Linked DNA regions of Pan troglodytes: region 2 is linked to region 1. Evidence: chromatin contacts called from public Hi-C data. All regions are on one chromosome and are shown on one strand. Each heading gives the region's core, a stretch centred on a gene start, on an enhancer-like site or on the middle of the called end of the contact. The rest is flanking DNA. Distances are from core to core; before and after follow the strand shown. Region 1 has its middle 220 kb from the start of INSC. Region 2 has its middle 510 kb from the start of INSC.

Region 1 (7,783 bases), core at 3,465-5,964:
TTATATTTAAGTGGAAAAAAATAGCATTTCAAAAATCATGGGATTGGATCATCTTAAGGTGGTTCTTATGCTTATTCTTGATTCCTTTCACTTTTTTCATGTGGTTGGTCAGTCTTCAGAAACAATCAAAATGTAAATTCAGCTGTATTATAGTGCAAGTTCACTCCAATTCTGAATCTTTTCGAGTTCAAATTAATGAGGCATTGTAGTACTTATATTATTATGGTTACATATAGCTCCCATAGATTAGAGGTTCAGGATCTCTTGCATGTTTAGTAAGCATTAACTAAATGTAATGAAGCTGGCACATAATCCAGGAAGAAAGACCTGCCCAATAAAAGGGACTAATCCCCAGTGAGAAGCTGGCTGAAATGACAGAAATAGAATTCAGAATATGGATAGGAATGAAGATCATTGAGATTCAGGAGGATGAAATAACCCAATCCAAGGAAACTAAGAATCACAATAAAACAATACAGGAGCTGAAGAACAAAATAGCTGGTGTAAAGAAGAATCTAATGAATCTGACAGAGCTGAATAACACAATACAAGAATTTCACGATGCAATCACAAGTATTAACAGCAGAATAAACCAAGCAGAGAAAAGAATCTCAGAACTTGTAGACTGGCTCTCTGAAATAATATAGTCAGATAAAAATAAAGAAAAAAAAAACAAAGAGAAATGAACAAAACCTCCAAAATGTATGGAATTATGTAGAGGCTGAATCTATGTATCACTGGCCTCCCTGTAAGGAGGGGGAGAAAGCAAACAACTTGGGAAACATATTTCAGAATACTGTGTATGAAAACTTCTCCAACCTTGCCAGAGAGGCCAACAGTCAAACTCAAGAAATACAGAAACTCCTGCAAGATTCTACAAAAGAAGATCATCCCCAAGACACATAATCATCAGATTTTCCAAGGTCAAATGAAAGAAAGAATGTTAAAGGCAGCTAGAGGGAAAGGGCAGATCACCTACAAAGGGAACTTCATCAGGTTAACAGTGGACCTCTCAGCTGAAACCCTACAAGCAAGAAGAGATTGGGGGCCTATATTCAACATTCTTAAAAAAATCTTCAACCTGTAATTTCATATCCAGCCAAATTAAGCTTCCTAAGCAAAGGAGAAATAAGATCTTTTTCAAATAGGCAAATGTTGAGGGAGTTTGTTACCACCAGACCTGCCTTACAAGAGATTTTGAAAGAAGTGCTAAATATAGAAAGAAAAGACCACTACCAGTTAATAAAAAACCCATTTAAACAGACAGACCGTGACGTGATACAGCAACCAAACAAAAAGCCAACATAATAACCAGCTAACAACACAATGACAGGACCAAACGCACACATATCAGTACTAACCTTGAATGTAAACAGGCTAAATGCCCCACTTAAAAGGAACAGCATGGCAAGTTGGATAAAAAAGCAAGACCCAATGGTATGCTGTCTTCAAGGGACCCATCTCACATGTAATGACACCCATAGGCTCAAAATAAAGAGAGGGAGGGAAATCTAGCAAGCAAATGGAAAACAGAAAAAGCAGGGGCTGTGATCCTAACTTCAGACAAAACATAGTTCAAACCAACAAAGATCAAAAAAGACAAAGAAGGGCATTACATAGTGGTAAAGGGTCCGATTCAACAAGAAGACCTAACTATACTAAATATATACACACCCAACAAAGAAGCACCCAGATTCAAGTTCTTAGGGACCTACAAAGAGGCATAAGCTCCCACACAAATATTTACTTATTGTTGGGGTGATTTTAACATTTGTTCACAAGTTGTTTGATACTCCTCCCACTAGGAGGTGAGGTTTAATTCCGCTCCTTCTAAGAGTGAGCTGGACTTAGTGACTCTATTCTAACAAATGGAGCATGGAAGGAACTGTAGTAACTTCCTAATGAAGAAACCTGGCACACACAACCCTTGCCAAGTTATCAAGATTACACACACCAGTGATAAGTCATGTTGAGATTATGTACCTCTGCTGAGTTGAGAGCACTCCGCCTTTGTGATATCCTTTTAAAAAAATTCATAACCTCAGTCTAATAAAGAGAAAACATCAGATCAACTCAAGTTGAGGAACAAAACAACTGGCCAGGACATTTAAAAGTTTCGGGGTCCTAGAAGGCAAAGAAAGACCAAGAAAATGTCCCAGAGTAGAAACTAGGGAGACATGACAACTAAATGTAATGTGATATTCTGGATTGGATTCTGGAAAAGAAATAAGGACATTAGTAGGAAAACTGGTACAGGCCAAATAAAGTCTGTAGTCTAGTTAATAGTACTGTTCTAATGTTAGTTTCTTAGTTTTGATAAATGCACCATGGTTATGTAGGATATTAACATTAGGTACATAATCTGGTGGGCTCAGTATAAAATGGAAATGTGTAGCTACTTGTTCAAAAAGTATTAAGATTTCAAGATGGCAACAGCAGAGAGTAAAACCAGTGGGCTCCATGCTCAAAAGGACACCTGTGCATTTGTGAAGTCTCACTGGGCCCCATGCTTAGAAGGGCACATGATCTTTATATATAAGATCATGTCATCAGCAACTGGATATCCACATGCAAAAGAATAAAATTGAAACTGTACCTCATGCTACATACAGAAATCAACTAAAAATGAATTAAAGGCTTAAATATAAGAGCAGAAACTGTAAAACTACTATAATAAAACATAGGAGAGAAACTACCTGACATTGATCTATGCAATGATTTTTAGATTTGACCCCAAAAGCACAAGCAATGAGAGCAAAATTAGACAAATGAGATTACATCAAGATAAAAAGCTTCAGCATAACAAAGGAAACAACAGAGTAAAGAGACAACCTACACATTGGGAGAAAATATTTGTAACTCATACATCTGATAACGAATTAATATCTAAAATACACAAGGAATTCAAACAACTCTATAGAAAGAAAACAAATAATCTGAATAAGAAATGGGCAAAGGACCTGAAGAGATATTTCTCAGAAGACATATAAATGGCTAACAGACAAATGAAAAACTGCTAACATAATTAATCATTAAGATGCAAATTAAAACCACAATAAAATGTCACTTCACAACCAATAAAATGGTTATTATCCAAAAGACAAAAGATAACAAGTGTTGGGGAGTATGTGGACAAAAGAGAAAACTTGTATATTAATACAGCCATTATGAAAAACAGTATAGAGTTTTCTCAAAAAAGCTGAGGGTGGGGAGAATGGGAAGATGATAATAAAACGATTCAAAGCCTCGGTTGGATGGAAGGACTAAATTTGATTTTTTTTTTAGATCAATTGCATAGTGTTGTTAATAATTGAGTACTGTACATTTTAATATCACCAAAAGAATGAATTTCAAATGCTCTAACCACAAAAAGTGTTAAATATTTGAGGTGATTGATATGTTAATTAGTTTGAGTCAGTCAGTCCACACTGTATTCAAAAGTCATAACATTACCCCTTAAATACATACAACTATAATCTGTCAATATATAATTTTTAAGATATTCTCTAAATAGGTATAGAGGTTTCTAAAAAAACTAAAAATAGAATGACTACATGACCCAGCAATCCCACTTCTGGGTATTTACCCAAAAATATTGAAATTGGTATGTCAAAAAATGTCTGCATGCACATGTTAATTGCAGCATTATTCACAATAGCCAAGATCAACCTAAGTATTCATCAGAGGTTGAATGAATAAAGAAAATATAGTACATACACACAAAGACTTAAAAAAGGAAGAAATTCTGTCATTTGGGACAATGTGGATGGCATTGGAGAACATTATGTTAAGTGAAATAAGCCAAACATAGAAAGGCAAATACGACAATTTCTCACTTATATGTGGAATCTAAAACAATTGGAAGTCATAGAAGCAGAGAGTAGAATGGTAGCTACCAGAAGCTGAGGGTGGGGAGAATGGGAAGATAATAATAAAACGATTCAAAGCCTCAGTTGGATGGGAGGAATAGGTTTGATTGTTTTTAGATCAATTGCATAGTGTTGTTAATAATTGAGTACTGTACATTTTAATATCACCAAGAGAATAAATTTCAAATGCTCTAACCACATAAAGTGTTAAATATTTGAGGTGATTGATACGTTAATTAGTTTGAGTCAGTCGTTCCATATTGTATTCAAAAGTCAGAACATTACCCCTTAAATACACACAACTATAACCTGTCAATATATTCTCTCTATATATATATTCTCTATATAGTTTGTGGTGGTAGTTACATGGGTGTATATATTTGCCAAAAGTCACCATGCTATACTCTTAAAGTGAGTAAATTTTATTTGATGTATATTATATACCCATAAAGTTTATTTATATTTCATTAGGTAAAATTAAAAACTCAAATAGTCTAATTTCAGAGTGCTTGTTTTTAACAACTGTGCCATCTAACAAATGTGACATATGTGTTTTTAGATATCGTATCAAATATTAAAAATATATAAAATCTTGGTTTATGTCAAGATAGTTGACTAGTTTTCTCTCCTTCCTCCAAAAAATATGAACACTGAAAAAATGGTGAAAGCAAGGGGAAAATATGGGTTCCAGGAACTAACAACAACAAAAAAAGTGAGCCCTCTGGAACAGTTCCTGGAACTGGCATGTGCCAGGGAGTAGGGCAGCTTCAAGGGGTCCAGGACAGCGAGAGATGGTGCCAGCCAATGTGCAGGAGGGAATCTTTGAAATCCTGATCTCACCTTCCTTGGGACTGCCTCAGGCAAGCCGTTGCCTGCCCTTTCACAGCTCAGCCAGGCCAACACTAGAGCAGCAGGAAATCCCTGCTGGGATTAAGAGTTGATTAAAACAAAGTGGGTCTGTTCTGCTGCCCTTAGGCTTTCACACCTTCACCCTACCCCCTCCTAAACCCAGGGCTGGGGGACACAACCTAAAGGGACCACCCTCTCCCCTTGCCACTTCATCCTACAGTTCGAAAGCGAAACTCCAACCACTGGGCTTGTGGGGTCTTGGGCTTTCCGTACTAGGATTCATCTGTTCCCCTTTCTCCTTAAACCCATGGGGCCAGACAGACCCTTGACCTTGATTCTTTCCCCAATACAGATTACCTAAGTAATTGGTTGAAAGCCCCAGGAAAACATCATTTTATAAACCAAAATAACTAGACATGCCACATAATGTTGGCACACATTTCCTCAAAATAGAATCCCAAGTTAAGAGGAGGTACCCTGAATTCCAGGTACCCAGAGAAGAGTCCTTTTATCCAGGAGGTAGATATTATTACTTATACCTTGTAGGTAAAGAAATAAAATCTTAGAAAGCTCAAGTGACTTGCTCAAGACCCCACAGCTATTCAAAGGCAGAGCTGAGATTCAGAGGAAGAGTAGGTTGGCTTCAGAGTCTAGGAGATAGAAATGGAACAAGACTAAGTGCTGAGTGTACCCAGCGTTCATTCTCACTCTTGCCATCTCAAAGCCCAGTACTCAAAGCGGGTCAGGAGATAAAGCTCTATGTGCTCAGTCCTAAGAAGCGTGAGAGTTAAAGTCAGCATTTGATGGGAAAGAGCAAGCCCAGGGCTGCAAGTCAGAACTGGGTCCCAGCCTGAGCTTTGCCACAACCTACCTATAACCAAGTCACCTCTTCCTCTTTATGTCCTCATTCTCTCTGCATACGGAAGTTCTCTGGAATCCCATGTCTCTGTGCCTGTCAGAAGGCTTCCCTTAGACCCCAAGCCCCAACCACAAGGGCTGGAAGCATTCATTTCTTTCCTCCCAATATCTTTCCTCTTCTCCACTTATACCAACCATTCCAGCTTGGGCTTCCCAGCTGAGGGCCGGGTGTGGATTGTTTGAAAAGACATATGGCATCCCAGTGTAGCTGAGAGTCCAATCTCAAGGGGAAACCATTGTTCATTCATCTGGACCGAGTGACATTCTTTATGCAAGAATAACTCTTGATTAAAGGGTGAGTTTTAATGGAAACTAATTAGGCAAACTCTTTAGCCTGGGCATAATGATCAAATGAGCTGTCACATCATACCTGATACAATGATCTCACTCGCTACAAGATTTTATTCCTTAGCAATTACACTCCCACATGGCACTGCGTGCCGTTATTGCCTGGAGCACACATGTCAAATTAAAGAGCAACTTATGCACCTGATATTTAATTATTGCCTAGTACTACAGACACCCAGGGAATGTCAAAGTGAGCAGTCCTGCTTGGGAGAAACGAAAACTGAAATCTTCTTCTGCAAAGGAGAAAAAAAAATAGGGATAAAACATGTATAGGCTACTATAGTTTCTTATTCAGCCATCTTACAATTCACAGTTACAAAACCTGCTCTCCCCAATCTTGAATAATTTACCATTTTTTTCTTCATCCAGAAAAGTCAGCAGAAGGAAAGTTGCAGGTAAAGGCACTGGGGTCCTATTGGTATTTGCTTACTTATGTGATTAATGTGGTCAAGATCTGGTCAAAGTTGAGCTCTTCCTAGAAGTTATTCTTCCCCTAACAGGATTTGACAGGAAAGAGGGTGCCTCACGTGCCTCACCAGCCCAAAGGGAAACGTTTGCCCTCAAGGCTGAGCACTGAGGAAGCCCCATCTTGCACTTCAGTCACACTTGGTAACAAATTTGAAAAGGTGACCAAAGTTTCTCCCCAATGCATTTGTCTAAAAGTTGAGAAGGTGAAAAGTCACTGAGATGTAAGGATCAGTTCAAACTTTGGCTGTATATTAGACTAATCCAGAGAGCTTTCCAAACATACTGACACTCAGAATCTTATCTAATTGAATTAAATCAGGGGAGAGAGGCTGGGTAATTTTTTTAAATCTCCTCAGATGATTCTAGTGTTCATATAGGGTAGAGAGCCACTAGTCTGGATAGAAACCAGCCAGACATAAAGGTGTGCTTGGTGTTATAGGAGGTGCTTTCTATCTTCGAACTACCAGACTCCTGTGCCTTTGCACTTGCTATTTTCTCCTCTGGAATGCCCTTCCCCATCCTCTCTTTCTACCTGGAAAAATCTCATTTATGCTTCAACATCAAGAGTAAATGTCACTTTCCCTATGAAGTCTCCCCTGGTTTCCTTAGGAAGTGTTGCTTCAGCATCCACCAGGAGCCAGATACAAAGCTCAAAGGACCATTAAATCAAACTATTCTCCTCAATTGAGGCTCTAGAAGGGAAGCTTCATGTCTTCGGCAACCATCTGTGTTCCCCAGCTGAGCAAATTCTGAGAGTGTCTATGTCCATTTTGCTCCAGATAAAGAAATTCAATTATCCCTTATCAACATTGCGACATTGTACTGCCTAATACTAAAATGCCTTAATATGAGTGCTTTAGTATTTAGTAAACTGCACAGCTTGCGAAAACCCCTCCAAACATCTGGCAGGAGGCCCAGCAGAGGTGAGGCTGGAACCTCTAATGATGGAAACATGTAAAAAAGTGTTTTGTATCAACTGATAGTCATTAACTTCCAGTGTCAGCCTTATCCCCAGAGATCTGGTTCCTCAGCTTTGCAAAGGCTTCTGGGAAACAGCAGCTGGGGTGGGGCCTGGGCACACCCTGGGGTTGAGGGAGGACAGGCCTGTCACTGCCAACCTGGAGGTGATGCCTCTGATGAAAGAGAGTGGATCTGGGGACTCTTATCTTCCTTCCAGGGCCTTGGATGCTGTGTGAGGATTGATTCTCAACTGTGCCACTGGCTGGCTGTGTGACCTTGAACAGGAAACCTCAGTTTCTCTGTCTTTCAGGTGGAGTTAGCAAAGATCTCTACTTCACAGAGCAGTTGAGTTGTATGTATGAAAATCTGTG
Region 2 (7,783 bases), core at 2,267-4,766, 290 kb before region 1:
CCTGTAATCAAACAATACCAGATACTTTAATTATAGTTTTTTGCCATGATCTGAATCACTGTTTTCATGTGCATTGCTGTGAATTAATCTCTTAACAGTGGTATTAATTCCTTGATGCATAAAGAAGTGTTTTAGCTACTGAGATATTCCACAGAGAAGGGAATGACATTCACATTTAATTAGCTCCTACTCTCTGCCAGGCACTGAGCTGAGTGCTTTATAAATCTTATGTCATTTTTTTTCACAATAACTCTGTTTAATAGCTATTACCCTCCCATTTTATAAGCGAAAGCATAGAGACTCAGAAATGTTAGCAACCTGGCCAATGGCACCGTTTGTGCAAATCCCAGAACTGAGATTTGAACCCATGTTTGTCTAATTCCAAAGCTCATGCTCTTGTCATATATCCTGCTATCTTGCTGCCTTCTCAGACCCTAGACCAACCAGTCTTTAGAACTGGACTATTGTGGCTGGGCACGTTGGCTCATGCCAGTAATCCCAGCACTTTGTGAGGCTGAGGCCGGCAGATCACCTGAGGTCAGGAGTTTGAGACCAGCCATGCTGGCCACATGGTGAAACCCTGTCTCTACTAAAAATACCAAAATTAACCTGGCATGGTGGCATGTGCCTGTAGTCCCAGCTACTTGGGAGGCTGAGGCAGGAGAATCACTTGCACCCGGGGGACGGAAGTTGCAGTGAGACAAGATCATGTCTGTGCACTCCAGCCTGGGCAACAGAGTGAGACTCTGTCTCAAAAAAAAAAAAAAAAAAGAATTGGACTATGGAGCTAGCTGGTAGAAGAAAGAAAAGAAGACTGGGCTGCAATTTGGCTTAGTTCTTCTGAGTCCTGGTTTTGATCTCACAGCTCAGAGACCTGTCCCTCTGGGGCTTCATTTTCCTTTTCTGTGAAATAGTTGGCATTAGGGATTTAATGGGATGGTCTATGATCTCCCCTGAACTTCTGAGAGTCAACAGTTATAGAGTGAAGGTATGCACCCTCATATCTGTGTGCTCCAGTAAATATACTCAACTATACCTGACTTGTTGAAAATAAAGAAAAAATAAGATGTAGTCTCTATCTTAGGAAAGTTAAAGTGAAGTTAGGAGAAAGAGCAGCAGATTTTATGTAAATGTATGAAAATACTTGGAGGTGTTTCTAAAAAATAAATCCATCCAAAGGTCTATGTCAGAGGGTAGTAGGCTTCTTGTCCTTGTCGGAAATCCTATATATACGGCTGGATCACCATATAATAATGGTGCTATTACAATATTGAGCTTTTAGGCAAAAGGATATCTGAGACCAAACACCCACCTAATACATGGTCATTAGAATAGAATGCAAAGATATAGACATAGCCAAATTGAAAGTCCCCATTCTCACTGTCTTTCCCCCAATTCCAGTCCCTAGGGGCAACAAATATAGTGGACTTCCCTCCAAATCCCTTTTCAAGATACTGTCTTACTAATCACATATCCTGAAATTTCTATTCAGCATGAACATCTTTCCATGGTGAGTCCTGAATGACTGACTTCATTCCTTTTACCAGCGACACGATGTTCCACAAATGAAAGGGACAAAGTTCATTACTACGGATATATTTTACGCATCCTGTTCTTTCCCATTCCTCCATCTCACCTTCATCTGCTAAAGACACTTTTTAAATTATTGGCTCAGATTAATTTTTAAGCTTGTTTATGGTGCTGTTTTCTTAAACATCCATATACAGCTTTAAAAATAGACATGGTCGGCCGGGCGCGGTGGCTCACGCCTGTAATCCCAGCACTTTGGGAGGCCGAGGCGGGCGGATCACGAGGTCAGGAGATCGAGACCATCCTGGCTAACACGGTGAAACCCCGTCTCTACTAAAAATACAAAAAATTAGCCGGGCGTGGTAGCGGGCGCCTGTAGTCCCAGCTACTCGGGAGGCTGAGGCAGGAGAATGGCGTGAACCCGGGAGGCGGAGCTTGCAGTGAGCCGAGATCGCGCCACTGCACACCAGCCTGGGCGACAGAGCGAGACTCCGTCTCAAAAAAAAAAAAAAAAAAAAAATAGACATGGTCACCTCTGTCAGCATTTTCTCTTCTGACTTTGAACTTTCATAGCTTGCTTCAGAAAATATCATTCTGTCTTATTTAGCTATAGTCACAATAAATCTGTATAACAGACCACCCAAAAGTGTAGTGGCTTTAAAATGCAATCACTTATTCTCATTCATATGTCTGAGGATTGAGTTTTAGCTGATACCACTTGGGCTTGGCTGGGCTTTGCTTTAAGCTGTAGCTTGGGATCAGTTCTGCTCTTGGTGGCCCTTGTCCTCCTGGGATCAGTGAACTAGCTGGGCATGTTATCTTCATGGTGATTGCTGATGCACAAAATACTTTATGTGTCTACTAACATTCTACTGGAAAGCAAGTAGCAGGGCCGACCCCAGAGACCTGGGGTAGAGGATATTTAGATCCCACTGGGAAAAGAGGGAAATAAATATCGCATGTCCATGATTTTTAAACAATAATTTCAAATTCTTTAGTTGTTTTATAGTTTTGTTTTGTATAGATCTTTATCTGTACTGATTTATATATGCAAGTGTGTGTGTATATGTGCACATTAGAGATCTAGTGTTAAACAAGGGAGTGAGCATAAGATATGGTGTCAGGATGTGGGAAGTGAACTACAGCATCCTCTGCTAATGATGGAGAATGATGAAACCACCAGATCACTACTTTCCAAACTGGAAGGCTGGTGCTCCATGGGGAGGAGCTTATTTGGAATTTCATTACAGTTTATTGATCATAGAATATATGATGTGGGTTTAGGTCTGGAAGAGCTTATCAAATTAAGAGTCCTATATTAGATTAGTTTTAGGGCTTTGTTTAATGGTGGACAATCTTACCCGGGTTTTAGCCCTGACAAAATACGGCCCCTTTTTTTTTAATAGAAAACCTACAGGAAGGCAGTGGTAATAGACAAGGGATAATTTCAGGTTCAAATATAAGAAATAAAAAAGCAAAAAAGAAACAATCAGATATGCTGAGGTGCAACTTTCTTCATTGTGTCTGTCCTGGGAAGAATGACAATGCACCTTCCCTTCCCTTCCCTTCTACACCAGGCTTCAGGTGTGAGGAGGCTGTTGAATGTCTGTGAGCAAGACAGAACAAATTATGGGGCTCCTCAGGCAGGTAAGATTCTGACTTTCCTTCAAACCCACAGACTTGAAATATTCGTTCAACACTTACTGGGGAAGCTGATCACTACAGGGTAAAGAGTGAAGAGTGCAGACTACCAGGGGTGGGGCTCTGCTTCTCCTCTACCACTGAACTATTCCGCCTAGCCCCAAACGTGCATACCTCCCTTAGCAAAATGAAGCCCCCCAGCTAACCAAACCCACTATTCTCAGGATGCTGTTCAGCACAGGGCTTTGGGAAAGGTCCTACGCTTTACTGAGAGGCTTATCAAATATTCTTTTGTTTTGGAGATATCCTAAGGTATATCTGTCTCGCTGCTGCCCCCTGCAGATTGCTATCCAATTCAACAGCTCTCTATAGTACAACACAGCCACTGACTATTGCCCTAGAGAGATGGAAGCCTCAGAAGTCTGAGAAATCAGCTACAGTTGCCTTCTAACTTGGGCTAATGCTAGGGCTTACTCTATTAAACAACACAGCGGCTGTCTGTGGCAGGAGCCTAACAAAATGGTAATAAAATATCTGGGTGTTTCCTCCAGCTTAGAGACCCAGTTTACATACTTTCCCTGTGTGATTCTATGTGCCCCATCTCTGTTTAGTGCCTCCATGCAAAGTCAAAGCCAGCAGGAAATCTTCCCGGGAATGTTACCATTTATTTCTCTTTTTTATATAACTTATCTTTCGGGAAATGCAGAAAGATTGCAGAAATAAAGCATCTTGGCATGTGGGATTTTGTGGAGCAGGGCTTGTCAGTCTTGAAGGCTTAAAGAGTTTAGGCACGCACTTCCAAGAGTGTGTGCCAGGCCTCGTATCTTCTCTGTATAGCTTTGTGCCTTTCAATCATACACAGTATTCTCTTTGAGAGGACTTCTCTCCAATACAATTTTCTTGATTTCCCTCCATTTCTCAAAACCTTTTAGCATTCCGTTTGGTACCCCTTGAAGACTGGCATCTTGGGCAACTTCCTACTGATCTATTTCTCCATTGCTCAAGGTGCAACCTTACAGGGTTGTCAGGGCCTCTGTAGCGAAAGTTTCTACCCTTTCAGCATCCCTGTGAAGGCTCAAAAGGAGCCCTGTGATTAGAATTGGGGTGGACAGGGAAATCATAGAGGTCTCCGCATTCAACCATTTTTGCTGAGTTCTCTCAGTATCCCGGCTGGGAGAGGAGCCCCTCAGGACCGAAAGCTTGGCATATGCAGTGTCCCGTGATGAATGCACAGTGCAGTCCATCACAAATTTGTTCCCTTTATTGAGAAGAGTAAGTGATCTAATACTTTTCATGTGGCTGTGGAAGTGCTTAACTGTGACACTTTGTAAACAGACTAACTGGCTGAAATAAGAGAAGCAAAGGATTCCTTCTGGTTTAGAAAGTGGCTATATTTGGAATTATGGATTTATTGATAAAGGCACTGCCTTAATATTCTGTCTTCTGGATCCCATTTAAATCATCTTTTCTTGACCCACAATTATTTGCTTTGATCAAGTATTGGTCAGGATCCTTTTAGTTGCAAATGACAGAAACCTAACCCCTGCCAAATTGAGCCGAGAAGAGAATTTAAGTGGGGCTAGACTCAGAGACTCCAGGGTCTCCCACAACACCATCAGCACTTTTCCTCCCCCTCCCTGCCATGCCTTCCCTCCCCTTTGAATTGGCTCAGCTCCTCTGTTGAGTTGGTCCTATTCTTTCCTCCTACAGCTTGCCTTCCTCCGTGCACCCAGGAATGGTGGTGGTGTCGGCTGACATGGCGGCAGACAGCCGGAGGCTTACAGCATCTCGGCTAACACCAGAAAGAAAAAGAAAATTTTTCTTTCTAAAGTTTGCACACAAAATCCCAAGGAAGTTTTCTAAGTTGCCCTGCTTGAGATGGGCTGTCATCTTCAAAGGGTTGCTTCAGAGCCTTAGGTGAATGCTTATCTGGATGCTTTAAAAAGTGCCAATACCTGAGCCCTGTGCCCAGAGATTCTGATTCAATTGGTCTATGTGGAGCTTGGCTTTGTGCAAATGATTCTAATGGGTAGTCAAGATCAAGAACCACTGCTTTAGACTGATTTGTTCACTTATTCCTCAAAAAAAAACCCACACATTTTTGAACTCCACCCCTGTGCTAGGTAGTATACAAGGTACTGATAGAGCAGTGAACGAGAGAGAGAAAATCATTCTCATGAAGTTCACACACTACAGGGGAATACAGGCAATGTACTCATTAATAAATAAGTAGTGCTAGCAAATAAAAAGTGCCATCCAGAGAATTAAAACAGGATCAATGTATGCATGATGGGACAGAGCCAGTCCTCAGCAACTTGGAGGGAAGAGCATTCTGGGCAGAGGGAACAACTACTGCAAAGGCTGAGAGGCAGAAACAGGCTTGACCTATCCCAGGAATGGAAAAAGGCCAATGTGGCTGAAATATGGTGAATGAAGGAAAGAGTGACAAGGGATGAGGTCAGAGAGACCGAGAGCAGCCAGCTGCCATGGAGCTTAGTAAGCCAGGCTGAGGAATGTGGATTTCATTCTCTAGGCAATGGACTATTAGCAGACATGAAGGAGTGATGGGATTTGATTTACATTTTTAAATGTTTATTCTGGCTGCTGTGTGGAAAAAGGACTAGGTGGGGTAAGAGTGGAAGCAGGTGGACCAACAAGTAGGAGACAAATGCAAATGTCCAGGTGAAAAATGCTGTTTGCTTGTACTAGGTAGGTTTTGGGGAGAAGCGAATGGATCCTGGCTAAGTTTTTGCAATTGAGTTGACAGGACACCAGAATGTAAGCCCCTTAGTTTTTCTTTTGATATCCCAAATATCTAGGGTGGGGAGAAGGGGGTAATGTATTTGAGCCAGTAAGTGCTCCAGAACTCCTTGTTAAATTAATAAAACCAGAGTCTAGAGGCACGAGGATGGAGGGGAAGGAATGGAAATAAAACTCTGAGCCTGCATAGCCAAAGAACAGACTCCTCTGATGGAAGCCTGTGCCCAGCATGGTGCTAACACATAGAAAAGAGGAGTGGAGGGAGATGCAAGTGCTAGCTGGAGGAAAGTGTATTTAGTGGCTCTGAAGCTTGTCTAGGAAGCAAAAATATACAGGAGAGAGATCCAGAAAAGGCTTTCAGCTCTGCTCCCAGGCAAGAGGTTGGACAGAAGAAGACACTGCATCACCATCACAGTAATGAGATTTAACAACTCTACTAGTCCAAGTATAACTAGTACAACCAGTCAAGAGAGCTTAGTGAAACTAAGTAGGGATATATCCTGTGATCCAGCAATCCCAGTCTTTACCCTGTTACCCAGAAATCCTAGCCTTAGTTCAGTTTTTAGAAAAATTCCTATGTGGGTCCAACTGGGACCCTGAGCAAGGAAGTCTGTCAGGATAAAGCTCAGAGTAGAGTGAAGGCAATACAAGAGTCCATCAGTGGAAAACTGGATACGTAAAATGAAGTAGATGTTACAAAATAATATGCAGTTGTTAGAACCATCAAACTCCATGTGTACAGAACAGCATGGGAGACTTTAAAAACATAGTGTTGAATGAAAAGCATGTGAGAACACCATAGATTAAACATAGAATAATACCAATATGTCAATTAAAAACATATACACTAATGGCATATTTACAAGGAAACGTGCATATTTCAGGGCATAGGTCAAGCACGTTAGAGTAGATGTCAATGAGGATAGGGAATAGGTGTAGGATTAGGGATTATGGTAAGGAGAATAACATCCCTCCTCCAAAGATGTCCACGTCTGAATTCCCAGAAACTGTGAAGTTGTTTGGTTACATGACGAGTGGGAATTAAGGTTACAGATGGAATTAAAGTTGCTAATCAGCAGACAGAGAGCATATCCTGGGTTATCCAGATGAGTTCAATGTAATCACAAAAGTCCTTAAAAATGGAAGAGGGAAACAGGAGTCAAAGGAAGATATGACTAAGAGAAGACAGTGTAAGAGGGACTAGGCCCGAAGTTGCTGGCTTTGAAGTTGGAGGAAGGAGCCATGAGCTAAAGAAAGTGAGAAGTTTCTAGAATCTGGAAAAGGCAAAGAAACAGATCATCTCCTACAGCCTCCACAGAAGGAATGCACCCTGCCAATACCTTCACCTTGCCCCAGATCATCTCCTAGAGCCTCCACAGAGGAGTGCACCCTGCCAATACCTTCATCTTATCCCAGTGAGATTTGAGTTGGACTTCCCACCTATAAAACTGTAAAGTAATATGTTTGTGTTGCTTTGAGCCACTCAGTTTGTGGCAACTTGTTACAGAAGCAACAGGAAACTCATACAAGGGTAGAGGGAGTCACACGGACTGATGGGGTAACCAACATGCCATGAACCAAGGAGTCTGAATGACTCAGCTCTTCTCATCTAAGGTTCAAAACAACAGCAGTAGCAGCAGCAACAACAACAGCAATGTTCAAATTGAAGGGAGAGAACAAGAAAAGAAACACTCTCAAAATATAAAACCAGATTCCATGGAAAACCACGGACCTGAAAGTAAGCATTCATTGTGTTCTAAAGACCAAAGTAAGAACCTTATAAGCATGATCTCTTTGTTGGTTCTTGGAGGACAGGGTACTGGGACTGGCTTTCTGGTGCAGGGGAATGATT

Evidence for each region. A called contact is a pair of places that touch in the nucleus more often than the background predicts.
Region 2: a Hi-C map of induced pluripotent stem cells shows a contact between it and region 1, with 1.7 times the contacts expected there. The contact joins two enhancer-like sites. A contact is called at or near these places in 2 of 7 Hi-C or Micro-C datasets (both in induced pluripotent stem cells).

The regions. Positions count from the first base shown.
Region 1 is chr9:19,419,597-19,427,379 of NHGRI_mPanTro3-v2.0_pri, reverse strand. No RefSeq gene overlaps it. Among named protein-coding and RNA genes, the nearest start is that of INSC, 220 kb to the right of the region's middle. Within about 2 kb of position 4,714, at least 5 of the 24 cell types and tissues checked have an H3K27ac peak or open chromatin away from gene starts, as enhancers often do. A contact at or near this core is called in induced pluripotent stem cells, where this site is marked.
Region 2 is chr9:19,710,599-19,718,381 of NHGRI_mPanTro3-v2.0_pri, reverse strand. No RefSeq gene overlaps it. Among named protein-coding and RNA genes, the nearest start is that of INSC, 510 kb to the right of the region's middle. Within about 2 kb of position 3,516, at least 1 of the 24 cell types and tissues checked has an H3K27ac peak or open chromatin away from gene starts, as enhancers often do. A contact at or near this core is called in induced pluripotent stem cells, where this site is marked.